Linked DNA regions of Arabidopsis thaliana: region 1 is linked to region 2. A link is a contact called in public targeted proximity ligation data. All regions are on one chromosome and are shown on one strand. The core of a region is the stretch at or near the end of the contact, and the rest is flanking DNA. Distances in the headings are between cores, read along the strand shown.

Region 1 (5,971 bases), core at 2,890-5,389, 40 kb before region 2:
CACTGATGAATTCTTCCTTCTCCTTCTCCACTGCATCCAGTTCCCGTTTCAGGACTTTCATGAACTGATGATTAAAAGGCAAACAGCAAATTGGTTTCAACATCTTTTTTAAAGCATATGAGTCATTCTCGAAAGAAAATCGTTTCTTACCTGATCGGTTCTATCCTCCGCGATTACCTCCTCGAAACCAGCATCTCTCAGCATCTGTTGAATCATATGAGTTTAGATGACTTTTGGTGATTTTTAAATAAGTATAGGAGGAGACGGGTTCTATCTCTGTATACCTGACCGTATGCTTGTACATCATGAAGATCATAACCTCGTTTCTTGATGTAGATTGCAAAGTCTGGAGATGGGGTTTTGGGGCTTCTGCAGTAATCAGTGATGAGAACTTTCCCTCCCGGCTTCAACCATTTGTAGAATCTTCTGAACAATGCTGGCTTGTCCTGAGAGTAAGACCAGGGATTACAAAATGGATACCAAATTAAAGTCATAAGGGAAGAAGAAATAGCGGAAGCTTATACTTGGATATGTAGAATGGTGTCTCTGCTATAAATAACATCAAAGGTGTTATCAGGATACTCCTTCTTGGTGCAATCAGCTACTTCGAATTCTACAGAGCATTTGAGTCCTATTGCGTGTTCAAGCGCAAAAGAGATCATGTTTACAGATAGATCAATGCCCACAACATCCACGTCAAAGTTCTCAGCCATGTAGAAGTCCCCTCCTCCTATTCCGCACCCAACGTCTAGAACTTTTTGGCCAGGTTTCAGATCCAGCATATCCACGAATTCCTTTGTTGTCTCTATATCAAAAGAAACAAGTATAATAAGAAGAAAAGATAGCTTCACTTAATGGTTCTGTATAACTTAAATTCAAAAACAGAACCATCAATACTGCAAAGTTGATACAAACTCGATGACTAAAGAGCATACCGAGTCCCCCTGTGCTAACAAACCCTTCTCCAAAGACACGCTCATAGCGTAAGATACCACTAGACTTATACTGGACATTGTCCAAGAAGCGTTGGAAGCCCCTATCATTATCCGAACTGACTTTCTGCCAAAGCCAGCATATCTGAAATTTTCGAAAAATATGAGTCCAAACATTATAAGAGATACCATCAAAGGGTGGCTAAAAGATGAAGAGGCCAATTACCTGGTTCTGGTTCTTTTTGTTTCTCACATAAGCTCCAATGCATTTACAGCTAACCAAAGAGAGTTCATACGAATTCCCATCTTCGTCATTCATATGGCATTCTTTGAAAAGCTGAGAGGAATTCATGTACCAGAGTTCAAATAATTGTCGTCTAGAAACAGAAGAGTGGAGGGATTTATAGGTAGCACACCTTTGTGTAAAATTTAGGTTCACGGTAGTGTGTTGGGTTGTACTTCCGCTTGTTATCACCAGACTGATGGAAACAAGACTCCCGAAAGAAAATATACCCGCCAACCTTTGTCCATTGTAACATCTTTTTCGCCAAATCTTCAACCTGCAATTTGATGAAAAGACATGAAAATTTGTCCAAGGGATATAAGCGATTAGTCTAAGTGTGTACAGTTTAAAAGTGGTTCCCTCAGTAATAAATAATATGGCTACCTCTTGATCAGAGAGATACATTAGCAGCCAGTTGGAGAATATCAGATCCATAGACTCATTTGGAAAGTTCATATTTGGTGATGTGACATCAGCGCACAGAAATTTGACGTTCTTGTAGTGACCGTTAATGTTCTCATTCTGGAGATGAAACTCTCATTAGAGAAAAAAATCAAACAAAACTCGAGAAAAATACAAGTCTTATAAGTAGCTAGAAAGAACAAGCATGGACGTGAACTAACAACCTTTTTGATAACACTTTCAATGAAGTCAACCGCAATGACCTGGCCGGCCTTCTGAGCTAATTCAGTAGTAAAACGACCAATTCCAGCACCAAACTCTAGCACTGTTGTCCCTTCAATAGGTGGAAGAAACGCAAGTATCTGACACAAACACACACATAATTTAAGCCTTTAGAAGCTTTCCTTCATAAGTCCATAACACAATAAAGGACAGCAAAGATTCAACTCATCAAGGCATACATATCTCAAAATGATCTATATATAGCAAAGATGATAACTTTATAGTGGGTGAGTCGAAATAAACCTCAGGACGTTCTTCTTTGTCGAGGTCAGAAGCTTTGGAATCAAGCATCATAGCTTCAACACTCAATCCCACTGAATGCTCTTTCCAGTAATTCTTTTGGATTTCACGCTCCTCGCCTGCAACCATTAAAAAGATTCAATTCATCAAAATAAATCAATAAACCCATTACCAATATCAAATCAATCCACACGCTTTATGGTAAAGTCCCAATTTTTAAATCTGCACTACATCATCGAAGCCTTAAAGAATCCTAACACAGTGTCCATATTGCTTCACACCAGAAAACGTTGTATAAGAAACTAGTCACTCACCATACGAAGCCATTATCCTTGAGAACACACTAGGAAACAAAAAAGAGACGATTTTTTCACGAGGGTAATGAAATCTATGAATAGAGAAGAAATTCGAGACGGAGATGACTGTAACAAAGAGCTATGGCTATTGGCTATGATCCTTCGATAGCGAGTCTGGATCTCGAAAAGCTCCTCGACCTGAAGTTGTGAAGCCTACCCTTCGACTGCATCAGCACACTCGCAGATCCCAAATTCGATTCTCGCTCGATCTCCATCTTACTGGACTGAGCTCTCTCGCTATCTTCTTCGCCGACCATATTTTGAGAAGACGAAGCGCTTCCGATTTCGGTTTACATGTTTTTCATTTTTCGGTTATCAATCGGTTTATATTCGGTTACCGATTCTTTAGTGGAACCGGGATTCAAATACTGGGGGTTTGTTAGACCGTTAGGAGAATCTAATTTGTCGTTACGTCAATACACATGGCAATTCATACACCGTCAGATTTCGTCTGTTCATTATTAATGGAGTGTGTCCCACGGTAATTATGATAGGTTTCGTATTTTTTCCATATTTAGGAGGCGAAATTACTTCTATAAAGTTTTCGACGTTACAAACTTAAAATAAATTTTAGACAAAACAAAGGAAAAAAAAAAAAAAACTTACAATAAATATTTATTAAGATACAATTAAGTTTTCCTTTCTCTCTTTTAATCGCATTTTCAGATATTTCAGTGAGTCTATTTTTTCATTTTTTGTGTTTAATTAAAACAAAAAGAATGAGATCAAGATCTCTCTTTTTTTTTTCAAGAATTTGACACGTTGTTGAGCTAAATCAATATTATCTTTTTATATTTAGCTCTACCGAATCTATCATCACAAAAAAAAAATCCCACGGAATCTTATGCAACGGTCGACTACGATTACGTAATAATGTAATATACAAAGTTTAGAACTAATTAACGCCCTAAAAATTATACCTACTTTAGAATGTAGAAACTCCAGTTTTATGGATTTTATAACAGTCTCGCTATCAAAAGCTAAATTACAATTTTCCTTGTTTTGTGTTTAAAGAACAAAACAAAACAAGAAACTACATCACGTGGTGAAATGAAAGAGAGAGGGATACTGGAGAAAAGATAGCGATCGAGATGGCAGAGAAAGAGTTAAGGTAAAACTTTCCTCTCAGATGAATTAGAAGAAGTCGTTATATTATAGTATATATATCTTAATTTCCCAAAATAGTGATACAATTAACTTAAATTTATAATTAAGTAGAATAACAAATCATGTTAGTTACAGATAGTTTCATGATGTTATACGCTCACAAGATCTTGTACGTAGATGACAACGGAAAACTAAAAGAGAACATGATCAGTAGTAATGATTAAACTGATACAAAAAAAAATATATATGTGAATGTTAAACGTGTGATTAAGATGATTATTGTGTTGGATAAAATTGAGGATGCAATTGTTATCTTTGTTGAAATTTTGAGAACATTAATTATTATGGGATTTCTTATGAACAAAATTAAAGAAAATAAGAGAAGAATATTGAAGAGCAAGCTAGCTTACATAAGTCTTTGGAGAAAGAAGGAGAGATGGCGCCATTAGTGTGACTGTGAGCCATTGACTATTGACAACAAGAAAAAAATCAGAGTTCTATAGGGTTCTTTTTTTGTATGTTGTGGTTCTCTGTGGTGTTCCTTCTGATCTTCTTGATCTCATTATATAGAGAGAAAAAATGATTATTTTCATTTTCTTGTAATTTTATTTTATTTTGGTTGGAGAAAGAAATACTTCACTTGCTATCTGCATTTTCTTATAATAATAATTATGCCAAATTTATTTTTGGCACCAAAAACTTCATAACTGATACCTTGAGATAGCTTCTTGACAAAAAAAAAAAAACTTAGTTCTGGCTTTACATGCCAATATTTCTTGGATTACGAATATTCATGGTTACGTTTAACTACCGTATGCTATAATATTCATCTAGTGTTTTTAGATTTTAAGACTCAATTGTAATCTAAGATTTAAGTTTGTTTTTGTATGCATATGCGAGTATGTATTACTTTCAATATATGCATAAGTATAGCTTCTTTTAAATTGCCCTAGCTCTAGTTATGAATCTTGTTAAGAACACAAGCATCAAAACGAATATAAAACGTATAACCGTTTTATAAGTATATATCTAATATCAACCAACATATATTGAAAGCCATTTATAGTTAATAAAAAAAACAATTAAATCGTGGAATTGAGCAGCGGAACATATCATTTTGATTGGTACAAACAGATCCTAGTTTGATAGATTCCATGTTGTTTAGGTTCACAGATTCTTTTCATTATGTATAAAAGAAATGAGAAACAAACCACTGTTAGCGTAAGTAACAGTTAATAGTCTTTGAGAAGTAGCGAACAGACAGTGATCCCAAGATGCTCCGAATGGCCAACTTTTTAATGAATCTTTAAATCCAATGGCTCACAGCCACATAAGTTGTTTTTCTCTCACTGTCATTATTTTTAGAAAACATTTTAATTTGTATGATTGTGATTAGTAGTAATAACAACCAAACGTTGTAATCATTAAAAAGAAATTGTAACTATATTAAAACTAAGTAACGATAATATATAGTAGAATGACCAAATATGCAAAATTCTATTTTAGAATTGGATATCTAGGAACCCTAGTATGAAAAAAAAAACGAGAAAGAAGTATAATAATTTTTTTCCATGGGTAATATATGTTCAATAGCATCAACCTCCTATTATCTATATACTATATATATATATATATGAATATTCATGAGTCCGACCTACATATCTTTTATTTACATCGCTTTTGAAGATTTTTGATTAGTAATGCCCGTTAGGTTAGAGAGATCCTACAACATTAATCGAGAACAAGACAACACAAAAAATATCAAGGTGTTGTTAATTCTACAAGAAACAAGTAAACAAAAGCTAAAAGAAAATGTGGGGGGGAAAAGGAAATTAGGCGAACCACTTGACACTGCTAAGATCCATATAATGGGAAATTAGTGGGTCTACTATCTTTCTTTGGACCACAACTTGGTTGATTTTTTAGTGCAAAAATTTAAATAAATGAGCAAATAATGAAAGCAATAAATATGATTGCCGCTTGTTGTGATTCTTGTGAATGTACCACTCCAACCGTAACAAACGATCGTTCATCATTCACATTTTTCTTCGTTAATTTTAAATTTTATGAGAAAATGTTATTTACTTTTACAATTAACATTAAAAAAATTCCTTAAAACATAATTTTCTTGGATATTTTTCTAGTCGTATGTTCTTTCTTTAACTTTTTTTTTTTGGACAAAATTTCCTTCTTTAACTTATATTCTGTAAAATATCTACTTTATACAAATGAAGACAATTCCATTATTAATTTTTAGTCTTCAGTCACAAGATAAGTAAAGTACGTATACGAATCAAGTGAATATAACTGAACAACCAGAAGAAAAAAAAATCAAACAATCTAAATTCAATAAATAAAAAAACCTAAAT
Region 2 (5,671 bases), core at 1,538-4,037:
ACAGATATCTAAGAGACATTCAAGTTGTTTGCCAATATAACAAATTATAGATCCTAAGTTGTCAGAAGTATAAAGCTAAAGATGGGATTCATGTGTCACCTTTCCACACGAATTAGGCACCACCCCAACAAAAATCACAATATTCCCTGCGACATCCAAACAGAGAGAGGTATGGTTGAAGAGTTTTGTATCTAGCCTATGAAAACAGTTGCATCGTAAAAACTCTCTAATGTTTCCACGTTTTAAAGGTACTAAGGTGTGCATCTATTCTAACAGAACTTATTTCAAATATCCCACCAAATATTCAAGATCAATATCATGGCTTCTATATCGAAAACTTTAACCTAACACCTTAAATATCATCAAGATTTGTAGTTGAAAACCATGTTGAGATTTATTCTTTGTTAATTTTTCATGTGATGTATGGGGAAGAGGACAAAAACCTAATGCTTAAGTCTCTAGAGGCTCGTTTAGCTATAATGAACATCAAAACGGTAACAGAAAGTGAACGAGAAGTGAGATTACTTACCGATCCAGTCAATTCCATAGACCTTGAACCCATTAGCATTAAGCTGCTTTGCAAAATCACTATACCTGCCACTGTCAAAATTTTGAAAAAAATAAACCAATGTTAAGATTCCTAAGGCCAAGGAAATTAGAATAAACTCAAATGGTGCATAACTAGGTTCAAACCTATGCTCGTTTAATCCATGTAGCAGAACAATAAGTCCCCTGCAAGAACATATAGAAAAAAAATAAGAAACCAGACAAGAAAATGATTGAAAGTTTACCACTTTCTTGACTTGTATTTAAACAGAGCTCAGAATAGCTTACAAAATCAGAGGCATGAAAGATTCAAAACCATATTAAAAGAAAGGAAAGTGATAGTGTTAACGAAACATTAAACCAGATTGTATGTCTTTTGCAAGGAAAGATACTGTACACGGTCGTATGTATCTATCATTATCAACAAAGTCACATGCATCTAATATTATACAATGATCCTTGAAAACCACTTTGACAAGCAAATATCATCTTTCTCTAAATTTTCCCAGCTAATCTGCTTCATAATTTCTTCATAACACTCAAGAAAAGCTTACCAACTAAATCTAATCCTGTTACTTGATTAAATAATCATCACTATTAAAGGTTAGTTCAACAAAAACATATATGACTATCTCTGGTTAAGCTAATCAAAATAATGTAATATTATGAGCAAGAAGGAATATATATATAAATATCAAGGGGATCCACCACAATATTCAATTACTCAAGCCTCAAGCTATAGCCAAGATATTAATTAGGACTACCAGACAAAATAAAATAAAATCCAACACAAATATCTTCTCTCAACACTTGACATCTAAATCATTTGGAATTTTTTGTTCTTCCATTACTAATTTCCAGAAACATCCAATTGACATTATTCTCTAGTTAACAACAAGACTCACTTGAACTCAAAAAGGCTAATATGCATAATTATGTATTGATCCTAAGATTGACAACGACTACTAATACATTAATCAAACCAAAAATCCTTAAATGATTAAAATAATGGAGAAATGACCTGTGATTTGGGGAAAGAGGTGACCATGACTGACTAAACAACGTATCTCCTCTCTTCGTCGTGAATAGCGAATAATCTCTGACGGAGCTTCCATCGCCGCCTTCATCCTCCAAAACTCGCTTAATCGCCAGTTCACGTCGAACAGCAACCTCCCCATCCACCACCGCAGCTGGAACCGACGGAGGAGAAACGCTGCTTTCGCCACCGATGTTCCTCTTCCTCACCACGATCTGCGGAGGAGACCAAACCTTCCTCTCTTGCTTATCGTCTCTGATAACCACCGCACCAGTCCTCCGCCGCCAAACGACGACGCGAAACGGAAGGAGGAGGAAAAGAATCAACGATTGGATAATCGTAACGAGACGCTTAAGCTCTCGCATCGAGAAGAGTACCCTAACGCGACCGCTTGCTCCTGATGTTAGAATCAAAGTTGATGAATCTGATCCCATCGACATTGTTTCCACCGCCATTGACGATGAAGATGATCGCCGGAAAGTTTTGACACTGATTGGGTTTCGAATTTGAATTCGATTCGCGTAATTTGTGGATGACCCTTTTAGGGGTAATCTAGGGATTGTATTTGAATTTTTACCTCTAGCGATTAAGATTGTTCCTTTACTTGAACAGATCATAAACCAAGAAAAATGAATCAGAAATGAAGAAACGATTAAAAAAAACAATCGTTTTTCTCCAAAATTAGCGAAATGAGAAAACTTTAGAATAGAGAATCCAAATTTAGGGCTTCCTCTGTTTATAAAACAGGGTAATAAAAAACAGAGCTTTATAATGGCCGATGAAGAGGAAGAAGAAGAAGAAGAATAAGGAAAAGATGATAGTGAAAGGATTTGAGAGGATAATCGTTGAACAAATTAAATAAACAACAAATTCACTGTATTTGTAGAATTTGTGTTTGATTAGTTTATTACTTTTTGTGATATTTGTTTGGAACTTGGAAGAGTTGTCTTCGTAGCTTTGGGTTGAGGTATGTAAGAGAAGAGACGAGTAGATTGTTCCAGAGTTTACACGTGTAAGGTCACTATTGTTTCTACACTAATTTTTGAAGTATTTTTTACCCTAAAAGACCGTCCTATCATATGATCCTATCTATAAAAAGCTCCAACAATTATGAATTTTCTAATCACCACCTTTATGTATTCCTTAATTTTATACATTTTGTTTAATGTACATTTTATAGTTTATAGAATAAATACCCTAGAAAATTTACCCAACAAAATTAATAAGAAAATCACATAATCAAAGTTATTAACAAATTTGTATTACATGTGTAAGATTAAGAAAGTCTACTTATTTATATATTGGTGGTATAAATTTTAGCTATTAAAATAAGAAAAGAATTAAAAAAAAATGCCACAAGTATTGGATAATATTTTTATCCAAAAAAAGTATTGGATATTATCTAACCATATGTTAGTTATTTTTAACCTTGTCTCCTACGTCACGTCATCATTTTTTGGACGATTATATAATAGAGGTTTCGTGATATCAAATTTCAATTTGAATTTTATTCATCTTTCTAAAACAATAAAAAGTCTTGTTCTCAACGAGGGCCACAAATAAATTAACCACATGTTTTGAAATAATAACCACAAAAACAAAAATGACTTGATCACTCCGGATTTTGGTAACCCCATATACTGATACACCATGTATGTTCACTCCACACTAATAGAGATTTTAAGACATAATCGAGGATCATTTATACCAAGTCGGCTATATAGGACAACTCGATAAAATCTAAATAAGTCTTCACAATAAGAAATAAAAGTGTACTACTAATCTAGTAATAATTCACCTAGTAACGCATTATTTTCGCGACTATAGCATAATTAGTTTTATAATGACTTGTTGAGTTGTTGTCTAGAATAGTCTGAAATTCCGACAAAAAGGCACGTGAAGAAACGCGGCGGCTTATCGTCGTGAAAGAAACAAGAGCCGTTGCTTTCGAGGATTCGCGGACCACACACGTGGTAAGCACTCAGAGGACTAATATCTTTACCTTGTTTCGCGAACCCCACACGTGTCACAGTGAACCCCACACGTCGCTTATCCGCTCGTTACCACTAAGGAATCAGATTTTTTTAAAATCTGTAAAACATGTTTCCATGGCTCCAAAATATTGTTTCGCAAAACGCTCAATTCTCTGGACCACTCTCTATCTACTCGAGTAACGTCTAATTTGATTTCAACCACAAGCGAATTATACGAGTGTGAAAAACATTGTTTACCGACATAGTTCGTAGGGACACTGAGATTGAGAAAACAAACTGTTACTTCATTTACAAGGTAGCCTGTATGTCCTGGTGATCCGAATCTGCAAAACAAAACAATCCTTTTAAACTCATTAAATCTAGTCAATGAGATCTTACTACAAAACAAATGCAGACTTTGGTGCAAAAAGAGAAGTACCTGTGCAAATGCGTAAATTGCTCTTAGGATTCTAGCGTAGTCAGTCTCGAGCATCTGAATCACTAAGTCAGCCAGTAATGTCCCCCACATCCTGAAGATTCCACAATTATTGTCCGGACATAAACAATTTAAGAAGAATTAGATGCAGATTCATGTGCATATGTAATGTAAATGCTGTGTTAGATCGGATTAGGGGAGTGGCTATTACATGGGGCCAAGTAATTGCATCGCTGTTTTTAAGCCAATGTATCTGGATGCAGCCCCTGCAAATCCCTGTGATCAATTTAAGGTCACTGTAATCACATTGTTAGGCGAAATGTAGTTTGTGTAATGAAGATAGCTCAAAGGCAATAGAGAGATAGAAAAGAAAAGAAAAAAAACGAGAGATGGAAAAAGTAAATACATGCTTCGCTGCTAACAGAGCTGCTCGAGATTCCAAGTTAATGGCAGCAAACTGCCCACCCTGTAAAAAGAGGTTAACGTATCAACATATCAATCAGTTACATCATTGACATGTAATGCTTCTCAGGAACTTCATGATATAGTGCATCGCAAATCCCTGAGTGATGATGAAAAATTCTTATGCAGCATGATGAAATAAATACAGATGCAAACCTTTTTTAGCATCTCTTTCCTAATCTGGTAGTTGGCAGCTTCAAGGAATACTTTTCCAGATAGTTTCTTAGCCAACTATATAGGGCCAGAATATACCAGTTATTTGTATCGCCTCAGAGAAGAAGAAGTTTAAACACACAAACTGTTATCGATTTCATACCAACTGATAAACTTTGGCGAATGTGATCATGCCACCACCCTGCAAGAAAATTGAAGAAACAAAAACACAAGCTTGAGAACAAAGATATTATTTTAAAAAGTGAAACACCTTAAAACAAGACTACCTTCAGAATCATAGATTGGACCTCTGTAGCACCCACTTGTAGTGCGGCAAGTAGTTCAACTTTCCATTTACTGAGCCCGAGTTCTAAGCTTCCCTCTGCCTCTGAGACTTCAGAATTTTCCCACATGCCTGGAAAAACCCCTGATGCTTCACTATATGGATAAGTTAGAGGTTACAGCGGAAAAAAAGACAAAGAACTCACTCAATTGAAATAGCGTGCATTGAAACAAATGAGTCACCCTGAATACCTCGAGAAATTGTCGACAAGATAAAGAAAAATCTCTGCTTCTAGGTCTTCGGTTGGCAATTGGCTGGAGCAGGGAATATTCAAATTATTTCTCACCGCAAGTAAAACGTTTCTGTATGAAGGCCTCCAACCCCTATACAATGAAAAAGTGAACTCAAAATCTTTGGTTCTGACCCTCTATGGACATATATAGTGAAGAGATAACGGATCAATTTCACCTAGATTAATACTGAAGTTGGTAACAGAGTCAATGCAACAGAGTAACTAATCAAGGATGATATCTACTTCATTGAAAACTTAATACCCTAGTTTGCATCCTAGTTAAGCCTAAAACAAGAAGCTATTCTCTAATGTCAAGGAGAGAACAAGCAAGCCTACCTGAGTGTTGAACGAGCATCTGCAGCTAGAAACAAGAATCTCGATTCAAGAGCTTCGATAAAACCATCTCGCACTTCAATGTCTTGGCCTATCATAAGCCGGTCACCTCCTCCTTTGTTTGGGATTGATTTCAGCAAAGGGCTGAAGTAGCTGT

What was found.
Region 1: a targeted proximity ligation map of shoot shows a contact between it and region 2, with 10 read pairs.

What each region holds. Positions count from the first base shown.
Region 1 is chr1:27,667,320-27,673,290 of TAIR10.1, reverse strand. AT1G73600 (S-adenosyl-L-methionine-dependent methyltransferases superfamily protein) reads right to left here and starts at 4,139. Exons shown (of 11, transcript NM_202410.2): 1 at 4,013-4,139; 2 at 2,143-2,258; 3 at 1,842-1,979; 4 at 1,600-1,737; 5 at 1,349-1,492; 6 at 1,159-1,269; 7 at 936-1,077; 8 at 525-805; 9 at 285-446; 10 at 151-204; 11 at 1-64. The coding sequence starts at 4,067.
Region 2 is chr1:27,625,794-27,631,464 of TAIR10.1, reverse strand. It overlaps AT1G73480 (alpha/beta-Hydrolases superfamily protein), which reads right to left and starts at 2,787. Exons shown (of 7, transcript NM_106007.3): 1 at 1,568-2,787; 2 at 694-732; 3 at 530-600. The coding sequence starts at 2,199. AT1G73470 reads right to left here. Exons shown (of 11, transcript NM_179550.3): 3 at 5,518-5,667; 4 at 5,141-5,272; 5 at 4,894-5,044; 6 at 4,770-4,808; 7 at 4,610-4,684; 8 at 4,398-4,457; 9 at 4,203-4,267; 10 at 3,995-4,085; 11 at 3,140-3,899. The coding sequence starts at 5,612. The coding sequence ends at 3,861.